Linked DNA regions of Sus scrofa: region 1 is linked to region 2. A link is a contact called in public Hi-C data. All regions are on one chromosome and are shown on one strand. Each heading gives the region's core, a stretch centred on a gene start, on an enhancer-like site or on the middle of the called end of the contact. The rest is flanking DNA. Distances are from core to core; before and after follow the strand shown. Region 1 holds the start of C2H19orf66 (chromosome 2 open reading frame, human C19orf66). Region 2 holds the start of OLFM2 (noelin-2).

Evidence for each region. Hi-C and Micro-C count contacts between places; a contact is called where the count stands out from the background.
Region 1: a Hi-C map of liver shows a contact between it and region 2, with 2.8 times the contacts expected there. The contact joins the promoter of C2H19orf66 here to the promoter of OLFM2 in region 2. A contact is called at or near these places in 1 of 5 promoter capture datasets (liver) and 7 of 47 Hi-C or Micro-C datasets (embryonic fibroblasts, epiblast stem cells, fetal liver and 2 more).

What each region holds. Positions count from the first base shown.
Region 1 is chr2:68,940,791-68,945,510 of Sscrofa11.1, reverse strand. C2H19orf66 (chromosome 2 open reading frame, human C19orf66) reads right to left here and starts at 3,265. Exons shown (of 8, transcript NM_001244321.1): 1 at 2,938-3,265; 2 at 2,343-2,466; 3 at 2,098-2,147; 4 at 444-482; 5 at 151-300. The coding sequence starts at 2,958.
Region 2 is chr2:68,805,586-68,810,030 of Sscrofa11.1, reverse strand. OLFM2 (noelin-2) reads left to right here and starts at 2,824. Exons shown (of 6, transcript XM_003123228.4): 1 at 2,824-3,047. The coding sequence starts at 2,976.

The DNA.
Region 1 (4,720 bases), core at 2,016-4,515, 140 kb before region 2:
TGGGGTATGCGATTCGGGTTGATCTCTGAGGTTGGAGGTCGGGGGTTGGGTTCTTAGAGGCTGATGTTCTTCCGTCAAGGGTTTGGACACTGAGGTTGAGGGTTGGGAGTGGAGTCAGGACAGAACCAAGGTCAGGGGTTGGGTTATCACCTCCTTCCGCTGGGGCACGCGGCGCCACCAGACGTGGTCACAGGAAGAGCAAGCGAACTGCCGGTCCACGGCAGGGATGAGGTCTTCCTGGGCACGCTGGAACATGCGTAGGTTGGCTTCTGTCAATGGCAGGAGGGAGGTTGCCACTGCCTGTAGGATGGTGTAGGTGGGGATGGGAGGGTTGTCAGCCCTCTTTTTCCCTTCCTCCCCCTACAGCGTCCCTCGTCCTCACCTAGGGACCTCCCCATGGATGTCCTCCCTGCTCACCTTCCCGTCCCACATCCTGGACTCACCTGGATGTCACGGTCCTGCTTCATATCCTCTGGGGGGTCCTAAGTGGAGACACCAGGGCAGAAACTGGGGATGTGGCTCATGCATCTTTTCTGTGGGTGGGGCTTCTGGGGAGCGGGGGTTCTGGCCCCATATTAAGAGTAGGGTGTCCCTAGGAGTTCTTGCTGTGGAACAGCCAGATCAATGGTGTCCTGGGAGTGCTGGGATGCAGGTTTGATCCCTGGCCCAGCACAGCGATTTAAGGATACTCCATTACTACAGCTGCGGCTTAGGTTGCAACTGAGGCTTAGGTCTGATCCCTTGCCTGGGAACTCCACATGCCGTGAAGTGGCAAAAAAAAAAAAAAAAAAAAAAAAAAGCAGGGTGTTCCTAACTCAGGAGGAGTTGATTGACTGAGAAGTATCTATTTCCTCAGGGCAGGATGTGTGACTTCAGTTGTCCTTAGAGCAACCCTGAGAGGTAGGCATATTTATTACCCCCATTGTTCAGATGGGGAAACTGAGGCCCAGAGCTGGGAGAGGGCTTGCTGAATTTACCCTGAGTGAACCTGGTGGGGCAGGCCTGGACCCCATGCTCCTGTCCTACTCACAAATGCCACACATTTGTTGGCATGGTGACAGGTCACCTCTTTGAGGCCATGCTGCTTTAGGCTAAGTGCTTGGGCTCTGGATTTAGGGAGATGGGGGTTGAAATCCTGGCCTCATTACCTCCAGCTGTGGGGGTGTAGCCAAGCCATTCCCACTACTGAGGGACATCTAAGAGCCCAGGTTCTGACTCTAGGTGGCGGAGGTTCAAATCCCAGCTGTCACCTGCCTTCTGCATGAACCTGGCAAGTGGCTTCATCACCCTGTGTCTCAGTTTTCTCATCTGTAAAATGGACATGCTAGTATCTTAATAGGACCTGTCTCATAGGACCTGTGGCAATGAAATCAGTCAACAGGTAAAAGTCCTGGAGTCCTGCCACAGGGGAAGTGCTTTATCAATGACACTCTTTGCTATTTTATCATACTCATCATATGTATAAATGTAAATATATGAATGTTAAGAGTGTAATTCATCCTTTATTACACTTTTTAAGAACTCTATGCTGGGCCTTTTAGACAGGTGAAACCAGTGCACCAGACACCAAAGCCATCTAAGGGGCAAAGTGGCCCTGTTGTGTCTATGCCTCAAAGCCTTTCATTCATTCATTCATTCATTCCTTTGGGATCCCCTGCCCCTCTCTCCTCCCCCACCTCCTGCTCATCCCAGCCTGTCCGCATGTTCCTTTGCTCGCACAGCCTCCCTCTTCCAGGAAGACCCTTTCTGACTCCTCCCCTTCCCAGGGATGACTCCTCCCTGATCTTGAACAACTTCCTTCCAACTCCTCCAGGAAGCCTTCCCTGACCTCTGTGGCTCCTCTGTAAATGACATTAATCCCGATTCATTTCACTGGCTAGTTTCTTGTCTCACCCCCACTGAATACAGTCAGCATGTAATGAGCACCTACTGTTTGCAGGCCCGCCAGCCAGATACAAGACTGAGAGGTGAATAAGTGAATGAGGCTGTACCATGAGTTGTGGACTGACAGTGCACAGCGGGGGCTCAGCGTGAATGAGCTTACCCTTCTGTTCTCCCTCCCCTTAGCACATCCTTTGAGGGAGAGGGACAGTTTACCTGGGCATCCAGGTCATTACTCAGTTCCTGTCCATCTTTCTGCTTTACCCCTGGTGGGGAGAGTAAGTGTAAGTGAAGGGCCCTTGAAAGATCTTGTGGGAGTTTCAGTGTCCCCAGAACCCCTGATACAGACCGCTCCCCAAAGAGATGATCTCATCGCTTCTTTCTACCCCCAACACAGACCACACCCCCCTCCAGTGCTCCTCTGCAGAACCCCCACCAGGCCCTCGATCCGGCCTGCTCACCGTACACGATGGAGCGCCCCACTCCGGTGTGGTCGCTGCCAAATTTCCTCATCAGAGTCCCCGCCTTCTTGGGGGATACCTTCCCATGAAACTTCTCCCGGAGGCGCCGGACGCTCTTCTCCAGCTGGGGTGGGGACAGGGGGCTCCGAAGGAGGAAGGAGAGGAGCGATGGCCCTTCCCCCATCCCTAGGCATCCTTTTTCTTGGCCTGAACTTGACCCTTGGTTTTGGCTTCTGCACAGCACCCCCCCCCCCCCAATCCCTCTACTGCATTTCCTGGAAAAAGCCAAAGTCCCTACAAGGCACTGGGGGAGGGAGCGGACCAGGGTGAGCGTCCTAGGCTAAGAGAGGAGGCCCGCCAGGTAACCCCTGGCCTCTGACCCTTGACCCAGCAGCCTCCGCTTTTCCTCGAGGAGGCCGCATTTCGCTCTAGGGCATGTGGTGGCCACTCTCCTTTCTGAGGGGAACGAGTGCCAGCCTAAGGATTGGTCTGGGTTTCAGATGGAGTCCCCAGGAACTGCGAAGCCCCTTTCGCGCCCCGAACTCCTCCCCAGCATCTCTCGCAGGCCCCCGGCCCACTGGCAGCCATCTCCTACCTCCACACCTTCCTGAGACATGGTGGCGGCGCAGGTCCCAGCGAGGGTCCGCACTGCGCGCTCAGCGACCCCCTACCTGGGCGCGCCCGTCGGTCCTGCCGCCGCGCAGGGCAGGGGGCGGGGCCTCCAGGCGGGCTCCGCCCTTCCTTTCCGGCCCTCCGTTTCGCTTTCGATAGGGAAAGGGGGGACGGGGCGCGCTGGCTCCGCCTTGGCTCCGCCTCTGCTCTTGCGCCCCAAACCCAGGCGGGCGCCACCGATCTGCACCCTGCGGCGGAGCGCGCAGACCTCGGGCGGGGGAGGCAGCGCGGCCTCTGCAGTCGGTCACATGTCCCCACGCTGCGCGGGGTCCGCGTCTTCACGTCCCTCGTGGGGGTGGGGCCGCATCGGAAGGCCGCGGCGAGTTTCCGCGCCCCCGTTAGCTCGCGCCCCCCCATTTCATTGTTCCATCCCCTCCCCTCCCCGGGAATCAGGCAGTATTCAGCACCTGGACCCCTTTCTTGCTCTGAGTCTCTTACCTGGCCACGTCCCCTTTCTGAACCTCAATTTACTCCTCTGTAAGATGGGATGATGGTAGTGGCTACAGTCTGGGTGTATTTTGGCGGCGGGGCGGTGGCGGGGGCGGTGTGTGTTTGCCAGGATTCGATTCCCTGCGTAGAGCAGTTAGTAGCGCCTGGCAGGTTGTAGACACTTAACTGGTCACTGGGTCACCTACTATGTGTAAGATAAGGAGGGGCAAGCAGCTGGGGGGAAGGAAGAGATGCTTGTTAAGAACACAAATTCCCGGGGTCTCTAGCAGTTGTCCAGAGTTAGGCTGTCTAGGGGATTACAGGGAATTTACACTGTAAATGGGAAGGTTGAGAACCCCAGGGGTCCGAACTTTTCTAACCTAGCAGGGGGCGAAGAGGGGGCTAGAGGAGCTCTTAGGAAGGGCTCTGGCCCAGCCTGAAGGCTTCAGAAATGGCTTCTCTGAGGAATCCTTGAAGTATGAGGTCTCAGCTAAGCGAAGAATGGAGTAGGGAAGGAGGGAGCTAGTCCTGCAAAGACCCCAGAATCAAGAGAATCTAGCGCTTTAATCTAGGGCTTCTCAACCTCAGCTCTACTTGGGGCTGGATGGTTCTTTGTGGTGGGGACCTGCCCTGTGCATTGTAGGGTTTTGAGCTGCATCCCTGGCCTCTACCCACCAGATGCCAGTGGCACACTTGCCCCAGTTGAGACAACTGAAAGTGTCTCCAGATGCTGCCAAATACCCTCTGAGGGGCTAAATTGCATTAGGACAAATGACTCCAAAAATCATTTTTCAGTGAGCACCCCTATGTTCAAGCTCCATCCCCAGGTGGCTATTTGTGTATAAACTATATACAAATACAATTATACTGAGAGATTCCATAGATTATTTAATAATAATGTATTCAGTACATAAAGATATTCCTCAGCAGACTAAAAAAAAAAGGACATTAAAAATAGAAATGTTCCGGGAGTTCCCGTCGTGGCGCAGTGGTTAACGAATCCGACTAGGAACCATGAGGTTGCGGGTTCGGTCCCTGCCCTTGCTCAGTGGGTTAATGATCCGGCGTTGCCGTGAGCTGTGGTGTAGGTTGCAGACGCGGCTCGGATCCCGCGTTGCTGTGCCTCTGGCGTAGGCCGGTGGCTACAGTTCCGATTCAACCCCTAGCCTGGGAACCTCCATATGCCTCGGGCGCGGCCCAAGAAATAGCAACAACAACAACAACGACAAAAGACAAAAAGACAAAGGCAAAAATAAATAAATAAATAAATAAATATT
Region 2 (4,445 bases), core at 1,575-4,074:
CAGTTCTGGCCACTACACTAACCACAGAGGAAGACAGACACCATGTTCATCACAGCATTGACCATGGTGCTGATCTTGAACATGACAACCATACACCCAGGACACTGAGTATGATCCTGACCACAGTTTGATCTGATTGTAATTTTGACCATAGAATGTCCAGGTCACTTCTCAAGCTAGGTCAGAACACTGACCATAGAATGACCAGGACAGTGATTGTGACTCTGAGCACAATACAGCCGGGAAGCTGACCACCACACTGACCACAGCTCAATCAAGAATGACCAGTGGAAACCACAGTACTGACCACAATGCTGATCCCAGTAAATCCTGGATGCTGATGGCAGTATAGATCACAGTTTAATAGGACAATGACTAGAGCATGATAAGGACACTGAAACTGCCACTGACCACAGCTGTGGTTATGTCCATAGCATCGAGTCTATTGGCCAGGGTCAAGTCTGAAAAACAAAGCTTATGCCAGATGGTTCAACAGCCAGATTTTAATATCCAGATTTAGTCACAGAGGTGTTAGTTAAGCTTTAAGAATAAATAGAAGGATGGCGTTCCCTGGTGGCACAGTGGGTTAAGGATCTGCTGTTGTCACTGCAGCAGCTCAGGTCACCGCCATGGCTGGGGCCTGGAAATTTCCACATGCTGTGGGCGTGGCCAAAAAAAAAAGTAAATAGAAGATGAATCTACTCTAGACTAGCAAGCCACCACTTTCCAAGGGCTGAAGCAGCAAAGAAAGGAGATAGTTACTGGAATAAGGGCTACATGGCAGGAGGTGATTGAACTATTTTAGGGACTCCCAATGGGGCTGAGACCACAGAGTAGACAGAACAGTCACTGCCAGGAACACCCAAACTGGATGGAGAGGGAGAAATACTCTGGCTTCTCTTTTCTTCCACCCTCCAATCTCTCTCCAGTCTCCCACTGGCTGAGTTCAGCCTGGGAAATGTAGTTTGTAGGGATCAAGGGAAGCTGGGAAATGTAGTTTTCAGGGCCCTCTCTCCTGATACAGAGGAGAAGACCTAAGGGCATATTGACCAATGCTAACCACACAATCCAGGCCACAGCTTGACCATGCCAATGACCTCCTCAGTGACCAGGGGCAAAGATGATATTGTTCATGGTCCTGACACACACTGCTCTGTAGGAAAGGGACAAACAGGGCCCTGCCCCACCCCTGTGCTGACCACAGCCCTCTCTTGGTCAAGAGTATGTGGGTTCCAACAGCCAATATCCCTCTCCTACTCCATGCCTACTGCAGGCTTGGCAAAGGACCATGTTCCCTTTTAGAAAGAGGAGATAGAGGGATGGATGAGATGCCTTCCTGGCTCAGATTCTGTTCTGTGTCCCACATTCCATGGCCAATGTCCTTCACTGGCCCCATGCTTTATTGTAGTAATGCCCTCTGGGGACTGAGAGCTGATGAGGTGCCCTATTTACTCCCGAGTCACAGAAGTCCCCAACAACTCAAGAGGAACTAGATCTCCTTAAAGGAAAGCTCTTTGCCTTGGGTCGCCTGGCCAAGAAGTGACAGAACCAGAGTGGAACTGAGGTCCTTTTGGACAAGCTCTTCCTCCTTGTTTGTTTGTTTTTGCTTTTTAGGGCCACACATGTAGCATATGGAAGTTCCCAGGCTAGGGGCTGAATCTGAGCTGCAGCTGCTGGCCTACGCCACAGCCACAGCAATGTGGGATCTGAGCCACATCTGCAACCTACACCACAGCTCACTGCATTGCTGGATCCCTGACCCACTTAGCGAGGCCAGGAATTGAACCTACATCCTCATGGACACCAGTCGTGTTCGTTACTGCTGAGCTGCAACGGGAACACCCTTTTCCTCCTTGTTTTGATGAAACCATCCATAACTTTTCATCTGCCTGCCACCCAGTAGGGTCAGAAAAAAGCCAGGCCTCCCCACTCCTGATATTTTACAGATATTTCCCTCTATAATCTGGCTTGCTTGCTCCCTCAACCAAAAAGCCACAGAGGGACTTTGGGGAAGGAAGTTGATTGGGGAGACTGATGAAAGGGGAGAGGCGGAGGAAGGCTGGAGACTGGACAAGGACGCCTTTCATATGCAAATAGCTTCGTGGGCAGGCAGCGTTAATGTTTTGATTCTCTGGGGAATCTGGTCTCCTGACTTGGGTCATTGAAATGAGAGCGAGAGCCTGTCCTAGGTGTGGTGGGGGAGGGGAGGCTTTGAGCGAGAGGGTCTCTGGGGAAGGGAGATGTGTGAAAACAAGATGCCCACCAGCTGGCCATCCCCTTGGGCCCGCGTAGCAGTCTCCCGCCACCTGTATCTGTTTCTCACTTTCTGTCTCCATCTCTCCCCCTGCACCGTGGTCCCAGCAGTGACCCACTTCTACCAACGTTCAATTCCACAGACTTGCCTCAGTTTCTCCGTAGACAGATGAGTTCTTTAAAGAAGAGGCCTCTCAGTTTCTCTTCTGCTACCAGGCCTTCCTCTTCCTTCCTTCGCCCCTGGACCCCCCCCCGCCCCTCGCCCCTCGCCCCTCGCCCCTCACCCCTCATTTATAACGTAGGAAATGTCTAGGGAGGGTGAAATTGACAACCACGTGACGGAGCCCCCTATCCTCCCCCATCCCCATGACCCTCCCCCATCCCCAAGACCTGCCCCAGTAATGGCCTCTGGGCTGTGGGTTGCGTCCCCAGCTCCCCTCCCCTGTGTCAGCTTCCCCCGCCCCTTCCCCGCCCCCAGACCCAGCCCGGTCGGCGCCCGAAGACGAGCTGGGGGCGGGGCGGGGGGGGCGGAGCCCGCAACAAAGACTGGGAGCTTGCGAGGGGGGCGGGGGTGGGGCGGAATCCCAGCCGCCGGCGAGGCGGGGGAGGTGGCGGCGGAGGGTCGCCCCAGCCGGGCGGGCGGGATCGCGCATGGTCGCGGTCCTCGTGCCGAGGCGCCGCTAGGGCGGGCGGGGGACCGGACGCCGGGCCGGGGGCACGTCATGTGGCCGCTCACGGTCCCGCCGCCGCCGCCGCTGCTGCTGCTGCTGCTGTGCTCAGGCCTCGCCGGACAGGTAGGGGCCCGGCGGGCAGGTGCGGGCGCAGAGGGCTCCAAGCGGGGAGTGGGCTTTGGGGTTCCGGCTGAAAAGGGATTGGGGACCCCCTGAGCCCCCCTGGGCTTCGAGGGAGAGGGGTCGCAGCGAGGGAGGGGCTGGGACGTCCACCCTGGCTCTGGGAATAAGAAGGGGAGCTTCACATCCAGCCTCAAGCTGGGATGGTTTGGGGGACAACCTGAACCCAGCTTCGGGGTTCTCAGCCTCTCGGTGACCCGGAGCTCACATCCGCCGTCTCGCACAAGCTGAGTGGGGTGGTAGTGGGGGGACTTCAGGGGGCCTTGGGTGTTGCTTATCCTTCACGCCCCCATCATGGCAGGAGGTACCCGGTTTTTACAGCCCCCCACTCCTCTCCCGCACCCCCGGTGTGGGAAAGGGGGCGGGACTCACGTGTGAGTGACTGACGGGGACGTGTGTGAGGTACTGGAGGGGTGCTGGGTAAAACGTGTGTGTGCCTTTGTCACACGGCTGGGTGTGACTGAGAGTTTTGTGTGTGGCTGTGCAGTTGTATATCCCACTGTGCGTGAGTTGGGGCGTGATGGGGAGAGGGTGTTTGTGCGTGAGGCAGTCTGTGTGTGACAGTGGGAGGCTGAGACCAGGGGGCTGATGTGACAGTGTGAGGCTTGTGAGCCTGCGACTGGAGTTGTGTGTCTGTGTGTGACTGGCAATGTGACAGCAAGTGAGGACTGTGCTAATCCCAGTGGGATTTGGGCATCTGTAGCTGTGTGTAAAGGACCGTGTGTGTCTGTGTCCTCATGGCTCTGTCCGTCTGCCCGGGTGTTGTACAAAACGTGTGTGACCAGGTGTGTGGCTGTGTGGGAGCTTTGGGTAACCGTGTGTCATTCTGTGCCCGAATTAAGTCACTCTAAAAGGGGGTGTTCGGGCAAGGGCTGTGTGTGCAAAAGTGTGTGTTGTTGCCTCCCACACTCCATTCATGCTTTCAGGAAAGTATGTCCCTCTATGGTCCCTCATCTCTTGATTAGGCTTGGGGGGCTGGCAAAAGGTAGGGGGGTCCCAGCTTTTTCAGCTATTGTGAAACCTCTTTCCTCTTCCATCTTGGGGGGGACACCCGCCCAAGTTCTCAGATCTTTAGGAGCTCAGAGGGAAACTGGAATCCAAAATAATAAAATAATAATTATAATTACAGCTAACACTTCTTAAGTGCTTATTATGTGCTGGGCCCAATTTCAGCACACAGAATGAACTAAGGCATTTAAGCCTTAGAGCTCCTACTGGTGGATGCTTGTTACCTTCATTTTACAGATGGGGAGGCCGAGGCACAGAAAAGTTAGGTAACTTGTTTAAGTACAGCCAGCTTGAGAGTGGCAGAGCTAGGTTTGAACCAAGGCAGTCCAGCTC